Linked DNA regions of Pan troglodytes: region 2 is linked to region 1. The links are chromatin contacts, called in public Hi-C maps. All regions are on one chromosome and are shown on one strand. Each heading gives the region's core, a stretch centred on a gene start, on an enhancer-like site or on the middle of the called end of the contact. The rest is flanking DNA. Distances are from core to core; before and after follow the strand shown.

Region 1 (5,546 bases), core at 998-3,497:
TAGCTTTATGCCACAGGCAGTACATCTCAGAGAGGAGTTCCACAGCCACTAGCTTTAGTGTCATCCAGAATGTAGTCAACATACATGCACTCTTCCTCAGACCTTCTCATCCAGAATCTCTGCAGAAGGGGTTCAAGAATCTGGTTGTCTCAAGGAAACTTTAGGAACACAAAATTTGGAGAGGCACAGGGCCAGCTGACAAAGGGAGTGATGGACTATAAAGAGGTAAGAGTGCCCTGATTGGGTTGGGGCTAGGCCAAGAATTCATTCCTTCATTCAGTATTCATTCTGTCTTTCAATAAGTATAGATTGATCCCAGAAGGCACTCAGGTACATATGTGCACAAGGTAGACATGCTCCCTGTTCCTTTGTCACAGTCTAGTGGAAAGACAGTCATTAAATAAGCAAAGAAATAAACACCTAACATAGTTTCAGGTTACGATTAATGCTTTGCAGGAAAAAAAAAAAAAAGCCAGAGAGGGATTAAAGACGGGAGAAGGTTATTTTGGATGGAATGGTCTGGGAAGCCCTCTGTTGAGGATGGTAGGAGTGAGGGATGGAGCCACTTGAAATGAAGAAGCAAGACATGCAGATATCTGGGAAAAGAGCATTCCAGGAAGAGGAACGCAAAGGCCCAAACAGAACACATGAAACAGGGAAACTGGCTGGGAAGCTACTGCAATAGTCTTAAGTGTGAGATGCTGGAGGATCAGACCAGAGTGGAAGCAGTGAAGGTGATGGGAAGTGGTCAGATTCATAATATATTTTGAGAGTGGAGTCAACTAGCTTTGCTGTTGGACCAGATGTAGATGTGAGAGAAGAGGGGGAGCCAAGGTTATTGCAGGTATAAAGGGGATGAGAGGACAGTTGAAGGAGATTGAATCAGAGAGGTACAGGGCTGGCAGGGCTGGGGCAGGAGATGGCAGACCACATGCAGGTTCCTGCAGACCATGGGGAGGACTTTACTTTTCCATTGAGTGTGACGATTTTGAGCCAACGGATGTGATCTGACTTTTCTTTTTTTTTTTTTTTTCTTTTTTGAGACAGAGGATCGCTCTGTTGCCCAGGCTGAAGTGCAATGGTGCGATCTTGGCTCACTGCAACCTCCACCTCCACCTCCCGGGTTCGATTGATTCTCATGCCTCAGCCTCCCGAGTACCTGGGACTAAAGGCATGCGCCACCACACCCAGCTAATTTTTGTATTTTTAGTAGAGACAGGGTTTCACCATGTTGGCCAGGCTGGTCTCAAACTCCTGACCTCAAGTGATCCGCCTGCCTCGGCCTCCCGAAGTGCTGGGATTACAGGCATGAGCCGCCACACCTGGCCGATCTGACTTGTTTTCTAACAGAATCTCTCTGGTTGCGGAGTGCAGTACAGACTAGAGAGAGACAGGAATGGAATGGGGCAGTTCTGAGGCTGATGCCAGGCATCCAAGTGAAAGATGACAGGAGCTTGAACCAGGTTAGTGACTGGGATGGGGAAACTAAATTTATCTGGGTAAAAACAATAAGTGGATTTCATGAAACTTGTTGAAGTAATGGGTGGTAAAAATCATAAAGGGGGTAGGCAAATAAATGATTGAAATTTGGTAGTGGGTCAGGAGCTTCAGCTCTGCGGGCAGCAGTTGTGTCTCCTTGGAGAAGTGGTTTCAACTCTGAGCCGTTTTGTCATCTGCAAAATGGGGATAATAACGGTCCATACTTCATAGAGTTGTTGAGAGGGTGATGTAAAGGTTTTAGCACACGACGTAGCACACAATAAACACTTAATAAATGTTATCTTAGAAGCCAGACTGCCAGGTTCCCATAAGCATTTCAGCCGTTCACCGGCTGGCTGTTGTCATCTTGGTCAAATTATCCCTCTGTGCCTCAGTTTCCTCATCTGTGCAATGAGGCACATTAATCGTTAATATCAACTGCATAGAGTTGGGTTGTGAAGATTAAATAAATGAATACAAGTAAAGCATTTAGAATAATGTGGACGGTAGCAAGCACGGCGAACGTGTTAACGATTATTAAGAATGTATTTTAGCCACATTTCCCAGCCCCTTCCCCGGCCTAGCATACCCCATTTTGTGGATGGGAAGTCTGCCTCTCAGCAAGGTGGCCTCTTGGAGGACGCTGTGCCCGCGTCAGGCGATCCTGTCGACTGCGGCGAAGACCCGGCTTCCGGCTTTGAGGGGCCCCGCCCCGCTCGCGCTCCCTGGCGGAACCTTTTAGTGCTGCGCTCGCGTTGCCAGCCCGGCGCGCCTCACGCAGTTGCGCCCGCTGTTGGGACTACTTCCGGCTTCCCCGCCCCGCCCCGTCCCCGGGCGTCTCCATTTTGGTCTCAGGTGTGGACTCGGCAAGAACCAGCGCAAGAGGGAAGCGGAGTTATAGCTACCCCGGCCGCGGAGCCGGCTCACTGCACTACCCCCGCCCCCTTCTTTCCTCCAGACGCCGAAGTCGCGGGCGCTCATGGCGGGCCTGGAGGTACTGTTCGCATCGGCAGCGCCGGCCATCACCTGCACGCAGGACGCGCTCGTCTGCTTCTTGCATTGGGAAGTGGTGACACACGGCTACTACGGCTTGGGTGTCGGTGACCAGGTACGCCACGGAGCCGGCCAGGGTGGAGGAGGGAACTGTCTTCTGCCCAAACTCAGAGTACCGGAGGCCTGGTCCAGAGCGCCCGATTTCCCCGCCTCTCCCAATGCAGGGCCTGGGGCACATGGCAGCGTTGGTAAAACCTGCGGGTCGGAGGTTGCTCACCTGCCCCATCCCAGCCCAGAGTCCCTCACAGCACAGCTGGCACAACATGATTTGTAAACTCAAGGGCGGACACTCGCTTCAACACAGCTTGGCAGCCTCTCAGGCCAGGACTGTGTGGACCTAGCATTCCATAGAATGGAAAAGAATCTAGACAGGACTTTAGCTCCCCAGAGCACTTCTCACCCACCTGATCCCCTCTGAACTCCTTACCACCCAGCCTCGGGGTGAGGGGACTGACTCAGTTCCGCCCTCATACCACACTAGAGCCTCCACCAAACATCTGGATCCAAGCACAGGTACAGAAGTGAGCTTTGACCTACTCAGCCCCAGGCCAGGGCCCTTTTTTCACCCGTTAGCGTGGGCCCAGAGAGTTCACACGCCTTTCACCCTTTACTGAAGGGCCCAGCATAGTCCACTCGCTACTGCCATCCCCAACTCAAGCTCTAGGAAACAATCACCCCCAGAGTCGTACACACATACACCCTGGGTGTGAGGGTCATATAAGATTTTCTCCTCATAGTTGTCCCCATGGGGCCATCCCCTCTTCTCCCATCCCCAGGCTCCACCTCTTACAGCTAGGGACGTCATTGTCATCCCCACAGAGTTCTAGGACTGCTGGACCCAACCCACCTCACTAATTCTTTGCTCTAGCATTCTTCTTTCTTTCCTGTCTCTTCCCTGTGACCCTCATCCCCCACATCCACATCATCCTAGACATCTGCTTCCTGGGAGAAGTGGGCCTGCCTCCATGCCTGCCCCTCACTGTCACTGTTCTCTCACTCTCAGAACCAAGACTAGCCATGGGAAACAGACCACCCCACCTATTGCATCTTGCAATGAGATTTCACCCTTCCTCTCCTTTTTGACTGCTTCAGTTCTCAACTCCTGTAATCATTTTTTTTAGCTTCTCAAATAGAGTCTTAATTCTTCTCTCCTGACATAGCTTTAGGGACCTGTCTTCAAACTTGCTTTATACATTCTGAGCACTTAGACAAGTATCCCCTTTCCCCCACCCCTCACTGCTGTCCCTATTCCTCTCTGTCTCTTAGAACTAAAGACCAAGACCACGATACCCCTCTCACACTTTACCCCCTCCAGCAGGAATCAGAACACAAGAACCGTCAGGGATTTCTGGCTCTTTTTTTCCCCAGACCTCAATTATCTCACTGGGACCCCAGGTACACACTCAGGATCCCCATTCCCACCTCCAAACTCACACATACTTCATCTCTCAAATGGGCTCTAACACTGGAGATGAGGATGGAAAAGAACAGCTAGCCTTTCACACACACATACCTGGAAGCAGGAACCATTTCACCTTCCCAAACACATCTGTCCCTGACCTTTCTCTTTGTGCTGCTCTTCATTCCACATACCTTCAAAATGTCTTTCAGCATTTCAGACCTTGGGACCAGGTAGAGACAGCACCCCCATTTCAGCGTCAGGCCCCTCTTTCAATGCATAGTTCCCCTAAGAGAAATCTTGTCTCCCCACTTGTCTTACTCCAGCTTTTTAATCTTAAGCAGCTCTTCACTTGCCCCAGTCATTTTATTTCAACTTTTCCTAGATTCTTCAAAGAAACTGGTATGTGGGATGGTGCAGGGGACAGAGGGGCTGAGAAGAGGAGTAAGATTTGATTTTGACCTGGGATCTCCTCCATTGGCCCTCAGCTCCCCCTGCCCTTTGTCTTGTCCTTCAGATGGAACAGCTCTGCTTTGCACTCTGTCCCTCCTCATGTACCTCACTCCCCTTACCTACTCCTAGCTAGCTACTTCTACTCTGCCACACTGTCAGAACCCCATCCACCTCTGCTGAGGAACTTGTTCTAGAGGGTGTGTCTGATACCCTTCTCTTCTTGCCATTCCACAAATAAATATCAATCACTGTGGATCTGCTCCTACATTTCTCACCCTCACTCATGCTGTCTGAATCACTTTGACAGTTTAGGGACGTGAGTTCACATAAGTCGATACCTTCTGTCTGGCATTACCACCTTGCCGTACACTCAAGGCTCCAAAATTTTCAGATGAAATGTACAGAAAGAATACAATCTCATTTTAATACTGTTTTTTTTTTTTTTTTTTTAAAAAGGTCCTTGACCAATTCCCCAAGGTCCATCTAATTTTTCTCTGTTCATGGTGCTATTCGTTGAGCTTCTGCAGGCCAGAAAAAGATGCTGGTTTCAGACATCTTTGGGGAGGCCCAGGAGCCTGGGGAATGAGGTTTTTGTAAGGCATTGCCACCTTTCCTCTATCTACCCCAGCACTAAATCTTGCATGCCCCCGAAGGAATGAGTGTTTGGATTGCAAACTAGAGTGTGGTGTGTTTTTGCTTCTCTCTGCCTTTTCTCCTTGATTGCCATTGGGGCTCAGGTTGCACTTGTCCTTCTGTCGCTTCTGCTGAGTCTACTTTCGTTCAGAGTGGAAACTGGAGAGGCATCTTTCCTATTAGTTTATTTAAAAAGAGGTTTAATTTTTCAGCCTGGGGCCAGCCAACTCAGCTGATTCAATTGTGTTTTCCAAGCTCAGAGAATATTTGTGTTGCCTCTCCAGCCATCTGCTGTTTCCACCCTTCTGAGGGTGATAAGGAGAGGAAGGTCCCAAGAGTGTATGCTTGACTATACAAGTTGACAGTTAAATGGAAAGCTAGATTGTCTGCTTTCTCTTAGGTTTTGCCTCCTCTGTTACAGGGGAATTGTGTACATAAAACTTGATTAGAAAACCAGTGCAGCCACTGGCTTCAACAAAAATCCAATACTTGAATTTGAATTTCTTTCTTGAAGTCAGAACCACTCCTC
Region 2 (5,546 bases), core at 1,652-4,151, 350 kb after region 1:
TAAACCACACCCAGTTAAAAGTCATGCATCTCTGTATAGGAAATGACTGAGGCCTGCTGGGAAGTACTACCCATTGACTCAGTCTAACCTTCTCATTCAGACCTGGTCTACACATCCAGGCCTGAACCCTCTGGTCAGAAAATAGCTCCTCTTCACTGCTGGAAACACTCATGTAGCGATAATTGAAGCTGGCCCTTACCTGGGGGCTGTGCCTCTGGACACTGAACTGGGGGTTGCCTGCGAAATGGTCACAATGTCTTCATCCCCTCCGTCCTCATAAAAGCTCGCTAGCGCGATCTGAAACAGAGAGGTAGTACCTTGGGACCCTTAAACAGGCCTTCACCTAATGCATATCTCCTTTGAGCACAAAGGAATACAGACATGGCCAACACTTACAAGGTAGCTTGCATCCATGGGCCAAAGAAAATTAGACCAGAAGGTTAACAGCTCAGCTGTTAGTCTTCGTGTCAACTGAAACAAATTCCACCCACTAAGGTGAAAAGAAGGCAGTAAGAATGGCTGGGGTGGAAGACACTCTTTATTCTCATTTTATGAAGAAACGTGATCTAGTAAAAGTAGCACACATTTAGTGAGCATTTACATGCCAGGTTGTTCTGAGCATTCTACATATGTTAATTTGTTTAATCCTCAAGAACTCTATGCTATTAGTACTCTTATCATCTCATTTTATAGTTGATACAGAAGCACTGAGGACTAAAAAAAATTTGTTCAAGTTTACACAACTGGTAAAGAGTGGAGCCAGGTTCCATCCCTGCTAGTGTACTCAGGCCCCTACTCTTAAGCGCTTCCAGTACAGCCCGGAGTCAGGAACTGTGGAGTCAGTCCAGGTTGCTACTTTTCCTTTCTTTCAAGTTGTTTCCTAATCTGTGAAATGGGGGTACCTGTCTCACCAACCTGCACACTGGATGAGATAATCCATTAAGATTTATGCATACTCGCATCTTAGGTCTACACATACAGAAGGAATATGGGAATCCTTTGGTCACTTGTGACATCTCTGTCACCAACTCAACGGACAGGCATTTACTAATCACTTGCTTTGCACAAACACAAGAAAGCATTGAGGTCACAGAGATGAAATAGACATGGCCTCTGTCCTCAGGGTCACCAACTTCACAGGAGACAGTGAGCTGTCATGGGATAAAAGTAATCTGCTGGGAGGCAGTGTGCTGTCTCAGGACATGTAGTGAACTGGCATTCTCAGGGAGCCTACATTCAAGTCCTGTTCCTGCCAGGCAAGTCACATGCATGAGCCTCAGTTTCCCCACTACAATGTGAGGGGAACGAGACAGAAGATCTGTCGGTCACAACACTGTGTGCTTTTAGGTCTTTCAGGTAGAAACTTTTTATTTCTGCCCAGCATAGGGGCTTCCCATTGTGTCTAGGTGTGATCTAGGTGTGATGCTTTACCGAATTCTTATGTTTGGGGAGTAATTTACGTTTGGCAGCAGACTCAGTTCAAATTCCAACCCCGCTACTTACTGGCTATGTGACCCTGAGCAAATTCTTTGCCCTCTGTGCTTCCAATTCCTCATCCATAAAATGGGTCTAGTCTTTACCTCATAGTGTTGCTAGGATTAAACGAATCATATTATGTAAAGTGCTTGGCACATGGTGGTTTAAAGCTTGGGCTCTGCCTGCTTGCAACCAGACAGAACTGAGTTCCACTTCTACCTCTTCTGCCTGGTAGCTAGTGAGGCCTTGAGCAAGTTACTTAACCTCTTTAATCTCAGCTGCAAAATGCGAAGGTTAAATGACAAAAGACATGTAAAGCAGTCAGAACAGCGCTTGGCTCATGGTAGGTACTCAATAAATATTAGTCATCACCGTCATCATCTACCTAAGACGAGGCTGGCCAAGAATATTTATGCAATTCTTTCTACAGTTAATTACCGAGTGCTTATTATGTGCCAGGCATTGTTCTAGGCACTGGGAATTCAGCAGTGTACAAAAATCCCTGCCTCGTGAAGCTTAAGTCTTCTTAGCAAGTATTTAGTGAATACTCAGTACGTGCCAATGAACTACACAGCGATTTCCACGAGACTCCCATTTTACAGATAAGTTAACTACGCAAGGTGAAGAAGCTCCAACCTTGCGCCACCACCCCAGAGGTATTCTCCCAGCAATGAGGAAGGCTGGGCGGGGGTCAGCTCCCGGGCTGGACTTCGGAAGTGGAAATGAGCGGCCACCTAGTCCCGAGTGGGGCTTCACCCAAGAGCTGCTCACTCGGACCAGCCTGGCCTCCAGCAGATACTCGGCGCGGCAGCCACGCCCCCAGGCGCTCCCTCTCCTCGCCGGCTGCTGCAGTGCCCGAAGTCTCGCTGACGCCGCAAGCGGGCGAGGCAGAGTGAAACTGGCACGGCAGAACTGGCTGGGGCTGGCCCGCGTTCCCCCACTCCCAAGCCGAGCAGGCGACGCGTGACAAGCGGTCCCGGGACCATGAGGCCTGGGTCGGGCCGCGGTAGAGCGGGGATGACTGTGCGCTTCGGCCGCCGCGGGCTTAAGGCACCATGCGCCCGCTCCCAGCAGTCCCCGGCCCACCCGACACAGCCCGCCTCGCGGCGCTACCTGCAAGTCCCAGCCGGCCGACTCGAGAAAGAAGCGGGCCCGGTCCTCCTCGGCGCCCGTCACCGCCACGAACTCCCTCAGCGCCTCCTGTCGCTCCGCCGCCATCTTCGCCCCGTGCGCCTTCCAAAGCGCTCCGGCGACCGCCGCACAGGCCCAGCCCCGCTGCCGCGTTCCGCTTGCCGGTCGACGAGGCCCAGCCGATGAGGGCCCAGCAGCTGGGAGCCCGCCCGCAGCCCCGCCCCACGCGGTGCCTCACGCAAAGCCCTCCGTGCGGGAAACCCTGCCGCTCCGCGCCCTCTGGCGACTACGGCGCGAACCGCAGCCTAACGGCGGGGGTGGGAGCCCGAAGGATGAGAGGCGGGGCGGGTCTTACATACACCTGTGGGCTGAAGGATCCCTGCAGGAGTCAGATTCCCAGTTATTCATTGACGCAGCCCTCATTTCATTAATTGTGCATTCGTTCATTCACTTACTTGTCAAGCATTTACTGAGAGCTATCAATGGCCTGATGTTTTTCTAGGGCTGTGGATATGGCAGGGAGCAAAACAAAGTCCCTGCTCCCATGCTTCTTACATTCTAGGGGTAAAAATTCAGACCTTGAACAGGCTAGGCCTCCGCTCACAACACGTCCATGCCTCGTTATCTCGCCCCGCATAAAAGACAGTCTCATGGCCTGCCTGCAGGACCCATGAGAGATGGGCCAGTTCCTCCATCTCATCTAGGGATCCGCTAGCTTCCTCTGCTCCAGGCGCCTTGCCCTCCTTGCTGTTCCTGGAACTTGCCAGTTATCTTGCATTTGCCTCAGGGCCGTTGCATTAGCTGCTTCTGTGCCTGGAGCACCTTTCCCTTACCAATGGGCAAGGCGCTCTCCCCGCTTTCTTTGGGCCTCTGCTCCAAGGCCACTTTCTTAGGCACAATCCTGTCTTCTGGGTCCTCAGCTTCTTTGCCCTCTTGCCTCTTGCAAGAGGTACAGTAAGTTCCTCTCCAAAGAGGAACTTACTTGTTCAGCTCACTTGTTGTTTGTTCTCTATTTTCAAAGCCTAACTTCCTTGTTCTTTGTACCTCCTTACCCCTAGTTAAGAAGGGAACAACCTTCCCGCCGGTCCTAATCTATAACTCACATCTGTTCCCTTGGATACCCTCGCTACAATTGCCATTCCCGCGGAAACTCTTCTTCCTGCCGAAACCGCTTGCCCTACCACTGTAGCCCACATTTCTGCTCCATTTGAACTAGCCAATCGGGATTAGCTTAGATTGTGCCGTCCAGCCCCAGCCAATGGGAACAGGACACAGAAGCAGAGACTAACCGCATTAGGGATAAAAACCCCTTCTCTCTTTTGTTCGGTGTGCTTTCCTGAAGACCAGATGTGCGAGTGGCACCCTTCTGCAGAAGTAAATTGGCTTTGCTGAGAAATCTTTTATTTGAGTGCTGGTTTTCCTTGCGACTTCGAGCTTTAATTTCCAACACCACCGTGGGACACTCTTCCCTTCCTCTTCCTCTGTCGGCCCCTGCTCATTCTTCAGCTCTCAGTTCAGGTGTCCCTTTCTCAAGGAGACCTTGAGAAGGTGCCCAGGCTTAGTCAAAACCCCTCTTAATCAGGTTATGAACAGCACAAAGTCCAGTCTTCCCTCAATTGACACAGTAGTTGCTTTCCTGGAAAATTTGCTGTCTTATTAACACTGTGCAAGAAATCCTTTAAGTTTATATGACAAACGAGTTAGGGCTTGGGTTAGGTTATTAGGAGCATGGTTGCAGCCACAATAGGCCCTGGCAGGAGGCATGGGAGGAGGGTCCTTTCTTTGTGGTGTGAGACTCTCCTTTCTATTGCAAGGCCGCCCAGGACCAGCCCCGGTCCCTAGGCCTTACCCCTTTCATCATTGTGTCAACTCGAAATGCACCCCAACTTTCCAGGAAGTCCAAGAAGCTAGAGGCTCACTCTGGACCTCACGATTGGCAACCAGTAAGGTCTTTCTACCCTGGAAACTGACAACGACTAACCCCAGCTTAAAGATCTGCAGGCGATCAGCTCCTCATGGTCCAGTTCCCTGGCTGGTATTGGAGTTATTGAAACTCATTGTCACCTCCCTCTTCATTTTTGTGCCATCAGGGAAAGCTCTTTGTTCGGCCAGAGGGTCCCTGATCCCTCTTCTAGAGGCCTTGAGGGCATCCTTTCCCATAACACTACCTGGCAGCTAGTGTTTACTGAGCACTTACTATGCCCCTAGACACTCTACAAAGAGCCTTAGATACACTAACTCATGCACCCTATGAAGTGAGTTCTATTGTTATCATTTCCATTTTGCAAATGGGGAAACCTAGACTTCTAAAGAGTTTTGAATCCAAGTATTGCACGGCTCCTGAGTCTGCTTCTAACCACTACACCACACTGTCTCTCCTTAGACTGCAGGACTGTGCTGGTCACTTCCTGTGGCTGGTTTCTGGAGGCAGCTCCAGATGACCCAACTGGAGTTTAAGGCAGGGGATGTGAGGGCATGAACTTGAAACTACATTTACATAACACTTATCTAAGTGTCCTTAACAAGACTAGAGAAGGAGGTGCTGAAGGCTCAGCTTTAGCTCCACTCTCCTATGTCCAACCACACCACCCCCCAACCTCCAGCCCCATCCCACCCAAGCCCCATCCCCAAATTCTACCACCACTACCACCTCCAGCCTCACCTCTACCTCACAGATCCGCCACCAGCACCTGACCCACCCCGCCCCACTTTCCCTTCTAACTCCACCCTCAGTACTAAATGCACCCCACCCTCCAAAGCCCACTTTCACTCCATTTCACCCCCAGCCCCCTCCGGGCTCATCTCCATCTTCCTTCCCACTCCAGTCTCACCCCAGCCCCTCCCTTTAATCCTATCTTCCACCACCTCCCGCCCCACCCCAGCCTTCCTTTGGCACCCCCTCTGCTGTGTCCTCACTGGTGGTGACTTCACTTTGGGCA

The links. Hi-C and Micro-C count contacts between places; a contact is called where the count stands out from the background.
Region 2: a contact with region 1 is called in a Hi-C map of stem cell-derived neural progenitor cells, with 3 times the contacts expected there. The contact joins the promoter of NSFL1C here to the promoter of LOC104003486 in region 1. A contact is called at or near these places in 1 of 7 Hi-C or Micro-C datasets (stem cell-derived neural progenitor cells) and 1 of 1 datasets of contacts at active chromatin or transcription factors (stem cell-derived excitatory neurons).

The regions. Positions count from the first base shown.
Region 1 is chr21:7,795,198-7,800,743 of NHGRI_mPanTro3-v2.0_pri, forward strand. LOC104003486 reads right to left here and starts at 2,248. Exons shown (of 6, transcript XM_054674559.2): 1 at 2,069-2,248. PSMF1 (proteasome inhibitor subunit 1) reads left to right here. Exons shown (of 8, transcript XM_063803321.1): 2 at 2,438-2,587. The coding sequence starts at 2,459.
Region 2 is chr21:8,140,744-8,146,289 of NHGRI_mPanTro3-v2.0_pri, forward strand. NSFL1C (NSFL1 cofactor) reads right to left here and starts at 2,902. Exons shown (of 9, transcript XM_001154255.8): 1 at 2,590-2,902; 2 at 200-297. The coding sequence starts at 2,694. It overlaps SIRPB2 (signal regulatory protein beta 2), which reads right to left. Exons shown (of 7, transcript XR_008541296.2): 7 at 5,468-5,546.